Regions from separate parts of the Gasterosteus aculeatus genome. Here region 1 is linked to region 2. The links are chromatin contacts, called in public Hi-C maps. All regions are on one chromosome and are shown on one strand. The core of a region is the stretch at or near the end of the contact, and the rest is flanking DNA. Distances in the headings are between cores, read along the strand shown. Region 1 has its middle 14 kb from the start of LOC120810496. Region 2 holds the start of znf385d (zinc finger protein 385D).

Region 1 (4,753 bases), core at 1,213-3,712, 33 kb after region 2:
CATATTTAGTCTGTGAAAGTTACACCTGCAAGGATGCTTCAAATGATACTCAAAGCAGTTTAAAGAAACACTTCAACTTCACAAATTGGCTATTTGCATATCAATTACTCGCAGTGTGTGTCTCTGAATTCTCATAGACTATAATGGAAGTGTCATTTATCCAGTTACATATATCAGCATTACTTCAACACATGCATGCTCTCCAATATTTGACTATATACAGATTTATATATAGACGTGGGCAAAGTACTCCGTCAATATGTGCAGCTTCTGCTTGTTGCCACACAGATATTATTACTTATTTACAGTCACCTCCACGCACTTCATTGCTTTCCCTTCTGCGTCACTTCACCGGTTACTTGCAGGCTTCTGATACGGTTTATTATTTCTGTCGATGCACTCAGTCCACCTCCTCTGCATGTAAAGCTGCTCGGGCAACGTGAATCACCGGGGGGCCGCCGCGGAAGCTCCCCTCGGACGCACGGTGCACCGTCGACGAGGCCCAAGGACAGACCGCCAAGACTCCGAGCCGGCTGCTTTCAATATTCAGACCGGAGACGGATGTCTGAGGCAGATAAATGTGTTTTACAATTCTCCTCCTGCTTCTCGCCGCAATTTGGAGCTGGAGGGAAGGAAAAAAAATAAACGCACGCAGTTGTCCATTATCGTGCACACAAATGAACAAGAGCCCTGGAAAACAAATGCAATTGGGTAAATTGAATGGCACCAAATGCAAAGAGGAATGAGAGAGAAAGAGCCGGACCGTGTCGGCGTGCATGTGGGAACATTGACTGGAGAAAAACCCTTGCTGCCCTATTTTTGAGCATTTCAGAGTTGAAAAATGAGTTTACCATTGTATTAATATTGCACTCGACAAAGACAAAATTACCGTGGGTCCATCTGTTCATTTTCTGTTTGAAATTAAGGATTTATTTCTGTGAAAAAATTTGATTTTTTATTTTTTTTTATCATGTGCACTTCACATATTAGGCTTCCCTTTGCACAGTTAGTCCTTTGATCAATTTACCAATAATGACATTTTTCTGCAGTTGGAAGTCATTAATTGAGGTCCAGAAGAGGCGTCAGACGGGGCCGGATATTTAAATATGAAATAAATCTGCAGTCTTCTTATTTACAGGTGCTGTTTACGAGATTGGGAGCATATCTGCTGCCTCTCAAAGGCTCACAACATGGCTGATGTCTGAGCTAGCTGATAGCAGCTAACAGTGCTAACAGTGCTAACCTTTTGTAATTTATCAAAGCGTCACGTATTAAAAATAATAACCAGCAATGCTTCATCGGTCTCTCCTCCGTCTTACATGCAGCTCGCTGAGGGTTGACTTTTTTCTCCCTGGACACACTAGTTCACATGTTGATGCCCAAAAAAGGTTCCTGCACTGGCCTCGGTGGAGTAACTTAAAACAAGGAGAAGCACCCCCCCCTCCTCCCCCCTCCTATTCCTCCCCAGCGTCCTGTGCATGAAGGTTCGTGTGTCTGTTTGCTCCCCATCTCAGCATCGCTTGCACACCTAAAAGGCCTCCGCCGCTTATCTCCCTGCGGGGATTTGGAAGGCGTCGTGAAGGCGTGCCGAGTGGCGCAACCCGACAACAGCCACGTTATGGCGCCGCGAGCAGGCGATAAGACGCCGTGAGCACGCCGGAGAGGAATGGCGGTGTTTCCTGCGGGGGGGATCTCTCTGATCTGGCTATCAGGGCTCTCCTCTCTGAACGAACTGGCCGAGGTGTTGGGGGGTGGGGAGGGGGGGGCGGGGGTTCGCTGCAGCTCCTCATCTTTGGGCCCGAGGAACAGATCCAACCGCTGCCTCTGCCAGCTGCTCCTCCCTTCACATTAAACACTTCCCTCGGCCCCCTCCCCCTCAATTTAACTACCACCACCACCACCACCACCTCATTACTTAACACCCAGGGTCAACCACTCCATCAGCCCCCCCCCCCCCCCCCCCCCACCCCTTCCCCCATCGGGAGGACGGAGGATGTCCTTACTGAAGGTCATCACAGCACGTCCTCTGTACCGTCCGGCAGAAGACAAACCTGCACTGTGATCCCCGGCAGCAGGGAATGAGTTCACAGCGGATTTCAACACGAGGTTCGACCCTCTGCTGAGGTGGCGTTTAGCATTTTGCCGCAGCGAAAGAGCCCCTTCGTCCTCCTTTTTTTTTTTAAGGGTGGGTTTATTTGACCGAATGTTAAACCTCCTCTTTTTGTCCTGAGTACTTTCACGTCGTATAAAATGACTTTATGAGATTGGCTCCTTGTTCCAGGACAGCCCAATAAAAATCAATGCGGCCTTTGGGGTTTTGTTTTTTTTGTCAACGTACCTTGGACGGCAAATTGATCTGCTTTTGAGAAATCCCTTTTTTGGTGTGCAGAGTTACCTCATGTTGCCGAGGAGAGAGGCTAATAACAGCCAGCTGCTCCAGAGGTGGGGCCGGGCCCGCTTCCAGCTGGGAATGTGAGCAATCGTGTGAAACAACATGCTCAGCAAAAGCCTTGTCTTGGGTGAGCAGCGGGTTAATGAAACCTCACAGCTCCACGAAGGAAACCGTGTTCTGTGCTGAAGGTTTGTATCAATTATATCACATCATCTGCGCTCTCTGAAAACTACCATCCCAAATGTTGGAAAAGAACCGCCTCGGAGCAGTTGCCATGGCATTATAGTTATAACTCCATGCACACCGTAGATTTGATTTTCTTTTTTATCCTTTTTGGTCTTTTTTTTTTTTTAAATGAAGGAACCTGTCAAAGAAAAAAAAAAATTGGTTGTGCTCGAGGACAGAAAGCAAGCGCAGAGAACAAAGAAAACCTCATTTTATTTGTCACCACTTCAAACCCACAGGGGGAAGTCAGCAACTCCACTGCTCCTTTCTTTGGCGGGCAAAGTGGTGAAAACACAGCTGGAGTCTGGTGAGAACAGCAGCGGTCGAGTCGGTCCCGCAGCACTTCACATCTCAAAAGACTTTATTAGAATATCGCACAACTTTGAATGAAATATCCCCCTTTTTGATTGAAATGGATTTGATTTACTTATTTGTTTTTCTTTTCAAACAAGAACAGGGCTGCTGGCAGAGAGAGATTTATCCCCAAAAGAGCTGATCAAACATCAGTTTACATGAATCGGAGCTAAAGCTGCAAAATCTAACTAAAGAAAAATATTAAAACAATGATCTTTAGGCTTGTTTACATGTCTGCGTGCGTGTGTGCGCGTAAAGCATGTACATGCACATACATAAGTATGCACATATTAAATATGCTACTGCTGTCACCTGCAGGTCAAACTCAGCACTGCACCGATCCGGTTTCCTCGTCTGTTTTTTTCCTTTGCCAGAAAAGTCAACATCATTACAAATAGATGAGTCTGAAAAACAGAAAGCGGCTTCTTTCTCTGTCCTGAATTATGTTTGCATGGATTTCCTCCCACGAATAACATCCAAAGGGTTTGTTAACGAAGACTCAGCCAAAACTAAGCAACGCCTGCTTTGGGCTTCCAGGCAACACACTGATAGCAGAGAGGAGAGCAGCGTTTGAGTAAAGATGACAAATGCAAAAAGGCCACGTTGTCATCGCGGACATTCAGAATCGACGAGCGTGGTGGGGAAAGAAGAAACACAGAGTCCAGATGAAATATGGAAAGTGTTATTATTGAACTTTCAGCAAGAGCAGCTTCAGCGTCTGAATATCTGTAACTGACTGCACACAAAGACGCCTAATGATGATGATGATGATGATGAACATGAAACACAACCTTCCTGCGAGAAACACACTGTCTTGACAGTGAGTGTTAAAACACAAGCATGCAGATGACAGTGCGCTAACTTGATAAGAACAAAACCTTCTTTGCACCTCATTGTGTCATAAAGTTTAATTTCAAACGTTTGTATCCGCAGCTCATAACAAGCAGTAACTGCCTGAGTGAAAAGCAGATTACTAATTACAATTTATCACCTTCTTCAGACCTTTACCTCCAATCACATCAAGCTCTGATGCTGAAATAATTACATCCTTTTGAAATGTTTATACATTTCAGATTGCAGTGATGAAACGTTTCACCTTTTCTACACACAGATAAGCACAATAATTAACACGTAAAGCCACAGCGAGACCGGCGTTTCTCTCATCTTCTCGATCGTCGCCTCCTTTCAACTGGTGATACCGATTGTGTTTTGGTTCAAAAGGAATCATGTTGTTGGACTTCAAAATCTGTCCATGGGGGATTCGTGTGAGAACCCACCAGCCCTCGGAGAGGAATAAACAAACATATAAAGCAGCTTCTCCTCACCCAGCGTTTCAGTGCCTTCCCAAATCTCACAATGTGCTTCAGCCTCACCGGGTAGTTTCCTTTATGGCTGCCGTGGTTGTTTGCATCACTCTGATATAATGTCCCATGCATGTATTTGTTATACCAAAAATACCAAATCTCGTAATTCTTTTTGAATCAGTTGTTGTAATCTCACTTATGTCTTTCAAGCTCTGGAGTTTGAATCGAGAACTGAGCTGTGAACTTGGAAAAGAAAGGTTTTCAGATGATGAGAGGGGACCGCTGGGGGCCGAGTGGCCCCGTTAGTCGGTGATTGCTTCACCAGGACTTGTGTTAGAGTCGATCTCAGGGTTTCACTCTGATGATAAGTGGCATATATATAGATGTATATATGTATATACACCGGTAAAATAAAAGCATATCAGTGCACACATACTTCCGAGGCAAAGAAAGAAGGGAAATCAAAGTTATGAAACAT
Region 2 (4,896 bases), core at 1,501-4,000:
CAAACTCATGAACGCAGATGTATTGCGCTCCGGGGGAGCTCGTGCTCTTAAACACCACACTTAATTAAATTACCACAAACCAGTCGACACCCGCTGAACCCGCGGCTCTTTGGAGGTTCTTCGTTTTTTTTTCTTCATTTTTTTTTTTTTCTGCGCCCGCTTTGCCCACGAGTGTAATGAAACTGAGATGCGATCGGGCTGAAAATCTTTGAAAAGGATCAGAATTGATGAAAAGCCCCCGCCCCCCGCTGGCCTTTGTTCACCCGTTCCCTCCGAGGCCTTGTTTAGTGACGCGGGCCGTCCTCTGCACCGCCCGTCCTCACAGATTCCCTTATCTGCGCTGAAGCGTTCCTGCGGCGGTCGAGAGAGGGAGAGTTAAAATGATGTCTGGAGGACGCCGACCGGCATTAATAATTAATCATCTTGTGCTGCTCTGCCTCCGCCGCCCGTTAACGTCCTGAACCCGGCTGCTCCTCAGATAAGATCCGTCCAGAGAGGCCGAGAGATGCCTCCAAACGCGAAACCTTCCTGCTTCCCTCGGCAAACAGAAATCCAATTATTATTAGATCAATCTGAATATCGCCGGGAGTCATTTGTATGCGGATGACGCCGCAGACGTGATTAACGCCGCTGTGTTTTTCCTGGAGCGCGCTGATTGGATTCTCTGGCCCCTTAACATGGTCTGAGATCAGTGCTTCCCTTCAATAAAACCATTTCACCCATATTACATCAAACAAAGTGAGCACAAAGGGCGGATTTAAAGCCTTCGCTCTTTTCCTTTTTCTTTTTCTCGTTAAAGCTTCACTTTCACAGATTTTCCACTTAACCTTCACAAGGTAAACTCACCGCATTCTCGTGACATTCCATCGCGTGCGTTTGACCCCGAGGTACGCAACCCCCCCCCTCCCGCCTGTTAGCACGCTGTAGCGCTCGCTGCCTAATAAACACAGCTGTGTAATTCTGCAGGTTAACCAGAAAGACGCTTAGCGCGCCGCTAAACGGCGTCGCGCCGGATAGATTTCCATACGAGGCCCCGACGACTCTGAAAGCTCGCATGATTGCAGCGCGCACTCAAGATCCATTAGCCTGCCGGGTTGTGGTGCGCTTTGCCTTTTGCTGCACGAGGACGGCGTTTAATGCAACTTACGCTCTGTTTATTCTCCTTTCCTTCTCCATGTCGGTGCCTTGTTGGTAAAGAGGTCAAGGGGTCTCATGATGAATCAGCAGAGCTGTATTATCAACCCTCTTAAGTGACACCATCCCCTTTTTCTCAGAGCCGCGTGGTCGACGCACACGCTGACCTTTACTCCCGCTGACCTTTACTCCCGTTGTTGTGTTGTTTCACACCGAGTGAGAGAAGACGTTTCACCGTATTTTGTCTGAGAAAAACGAAGCACGGAAAACCCACAAAACCGCAGCGACCCGCCCGAGCCGCTCTTTCCTTGAGGCTGTCTCCAGCTTCTCCATCTCTTTTTTTTTTTTGGGGGGGGGGGGGGGGTCAAAAAAGGGGCCACATTCCAAAACCCATCTCACCGGCTAACCAGACCTGCATCACCCGCCTGCTCTCCAGAAGCCCGCACACCTGACCTGGTGGATCTCAAAGAGCTGACAGCTGATTCCTCCCCCCCGTGCACGGCGTAATCAGACCGTACAAGCCTCGCTCTGTGACTCCGGGTCACTTTAATCCACCGGAATGAGAAAAAAAAGAGTCTTTCATAACTAATCACCCCTCTCAGAACTCCGGATCCCCCCCCCCCCCCCCCCCCCCTCCCTGTGTGACCGTAAGCCGGCCGTGAGAAGAGCCCTTGAAGAGGAGCATTAAGTCTCCCTAAGCCTCCTCCATCAAATCTAATGGAAGGGGCCTTCCTCCGAGAATATCAAGTGTGCTCTCGACCCGCGCGTCCCCGATCTCATTTGGACGGTCAGCCGCTCGAACGGCCACACGTGGAAACCAAAGCCTGGGTTCCATCCGCCTGGGATTGGGTGTAATAAACCAGAAGGTGAGGAAGAGGAAGAGGAAGAGGGCTACCTGGTGAGCGGCTCCTCTCAACAGTTCGGTGCGCAACTTCACACTTCCTTTCTCATCGCTTCTTCTTGTTGTTGTGTGCAGGCGGCTCTTTTTTCCCTCGTCTTTAGTTTGCACGACAAGAAACAGGCAACCCGAGTGTAGGGGACGGGAACACACACACACACACACACACACACACACACACACACACACACAAAACAACCCAGGTGTGTAACTTCACACTCTTTTTCTCCTAATGAAAACCACCGCTTCTTCTCTTCTTGCTTTCAGTATCCAGAACAAGCGAGAAAACACACATTTAGATGAGGGATTCTGCACAGACACACACACACACACACACACACACACACACACACACACAGACAGACACACACCTACAAATAAAACGAGAGGATGAAATTACAACAAACATGTAAGCACACTCACCAAAAAACATGCTGCTCTCCATGTCTCCTCACGCTGTATGTCCTCTCTGCTGCCCTGCCGGTGTGTGTGTGTCCATGGACGGCAGCCCGTGCACGTCCCACACACTCCTCAGGGGTGTGTGCGTCTGTGCATGTGCGTTCAAATCCGACTGCAGCCTCAACGGCCAGCCTGCATGCTGCTCTCTGCACGCCGCCGCTGACTGTGGACCCCCGTATCTGCCTCCCTCTCTCTCCCTCCCTCTCCCCCTCCCTCTCTCTCTCTCTCTCGCTTGTAGCACTGGTCCTCCCTCGCCCGTCTCTTCCCCTCCCCTCCTCTTTAGCTCCCCCTTCTCCGCTGTCTGTCTGCTCCTCCTCTCCTCCCCCCTCCACACACGGGTCCCCCCCCCCCCTTCTTTCTGTCTTTACTCTTCTTCCGATGTGTCTATCTACTCTTATTTTATTTATTTTATTACAGCAACAGCCTCCTCTTCACCAACGTGTGTGTGTGTCTCTCTCTGGGTGTCTCGTGTTTGTTTTATGTGTCAACTCTGCTTCTCTGACTCTCACTCTGCTCGCATTTCCACCCGCTGCATCTCATTTATTTGATCCTATTCCCCTTTCCCATGCTTGCATCTCCGGCTCGCTCGTTTTTCTTTATTCTGACTGTTCCCTCTCTCTCCCTTCCTGTCTCACCCCCCCCCCCCCCCCTCTCTCTAGGAGCAATGGCCCCACGCTGCAGACGAAGAACGGTAGGAACTACAGCCGGTGCACTGAAGCAATGAGCCGCTGAAGCCAAGTTCCAAACTCTGCTACGTCACATTTAAACACCAACGTGCCGGACTAGATGTTTTCCTACATGTGTCCTATTTGTGAGACAGACCCCTCCCTCAGGTTTCCAGATATTTAGATATTAACCTGCGGGATTCGTCTGGCGACCATCTGGCTCTTGGTCTTTGCATGTGAATTCTTCTTCTGGAGAGGAAGGTATTTTGCTTCTGGATCATCAAGTGAGTGGATGGGAGTCCGGGTGGGGAGGAGGTCGGGTTGGTGGACTTTACCCGTTGATCTGATCGTTGGATCTCCAAAAACATTTTCACGCGTGGAAAATCAGGGCGAATGTCGTGAATCGTGAAGCGAGCGTAAAGAGCCAGATGTTTCCAGAGGGGAGCAGCTGGAGACCGAAACAGAGCTGGAGGGAGACTTGGTCCGGGCCGCCTGACACAACTTCAGACGAATGTTGTTCTGCTCAAGTGACCAACAAATGAAAGAGAAGAGGAGCGTGACTCAACCGGACGGACAGAAGTATCTTCCATCGACATCAATGCAAAGCTTGTTAGATGAGACGTGCTGCACGAAGCCGCCGCCGGTGGAAGAATTGTTTTAATCACTAGCTGTAAAATCTCTTAATGAACCCACTGCTGCCTCGAAGCACGCGTCCAAACTCGACACTCGCCAGCTTTCATTTGACATGATTTATATTGACAATACAGGTTGTTTTTTTTTGCAGTTTGCATTCTCTCCCATTCTCAACTTTATGTTTTCCAGGATGTTTAATTCATTATTTTAATTTTATTTTACAGATTTTCTTTCTAAAACCTGATTTATTAATATTTTTGGAGGCTGCGTGACTTTAAATTCTGCTCCGACTTTGATTCAATTCATTCGAAACGCTTTCGCATCGGCAAATCTTTGCCTTCATGCTCTGCTTTCCCACTACAAAGTCTTTTCTCCAGAAGATATCTAACGAGGCGATTAGGGAAACCTAAATCGCAGCACCCCAATTATGGACACCGGCTTTCTTGTTAACATGACATTTAGGTAATCTGATTACTGCAGAAATCTGACAGTAACACAGTCACTTAAGTGCACTGATTGATTCTGTTTTTTTATCTGCCACTACAATTCTTTTACACGTCCCTTCCATCCTTTGTTGCTGACACTCACGCTTTTGTTTTCTCTCTGACATTCGCACATTCCCTGACAGTCTTTTCGTTGCATTTCGCTTCCTTCTGTCTTGTTTTGCACTAACTCTCTCTCTCTCTCTCTTATTCTCCCCCCTCTCTCACGCTGGGTGTAATCAGACTCAACAGGAGCTGATATCAGGCTGCTGCTGCTCTGCTCCTGCAGCCATGAGACTGCTGCTCCCCTGTACATGTTGGCTCTTAACACACACACACACACACACACACACACACACACACACAGACTTACAGAAAGAGATAGACACCACTCACGCTTACTAAATTATACAATCAAATGACACACACAAAAAAACATTGATAATATCCAAATAACAAAACCATATGAACGTGTTGGTAGGATGCAGACATTACGGCCAAATGCACACAATTACATTACGACCGGCAACACAAAGGGAAATATAAATGACAATGAAACTGCAATGTTGTGGAAGATTACACATCATTTATAAAGAGATGGTGAACCAATTGATTTTCCAGTTAC

Evidence for each region. A called contact is a pair of places that touch in the nucleus more often than the background predicts.
Region 1: a contact with region 2 is called in a Hi-C map of skeletal muscle, with 2.5 times the contacts expected there. The contact joins the enhancer-like site here to the promoter of znf385d in region 2. A contact is called at or near these places in 3 of 6 Hi-C or Micro-C datasets (skeletal muscle and whole body).

The regions. Positions count from the first base shown.
Region 1 is chr20:5,016,174-5,020,926 of fGasAcu3.hap1.1, forward strand. No RefSeq gene overlaps it. Among protein-coding and RNA genes, the nearest start is that of LOC120810496, 14 kb to the right of the region's middle. Within about 2 kb of position 2,463, at least 1 of the 9 cell types and tissues checked has open chromatin away from gene starts, as enhancers often do.
Region 2 is chr20:4,983,011-4,987,906 of fGasAcu3.hap1.1, forward strand. znf385d (zinc finger protein 385D) reads right to left here and starts at 2,751. Exons shown (of 8, transcript XM_040165967.2): 1 at 2,456-2,751. The coding sequence starts at 2,477.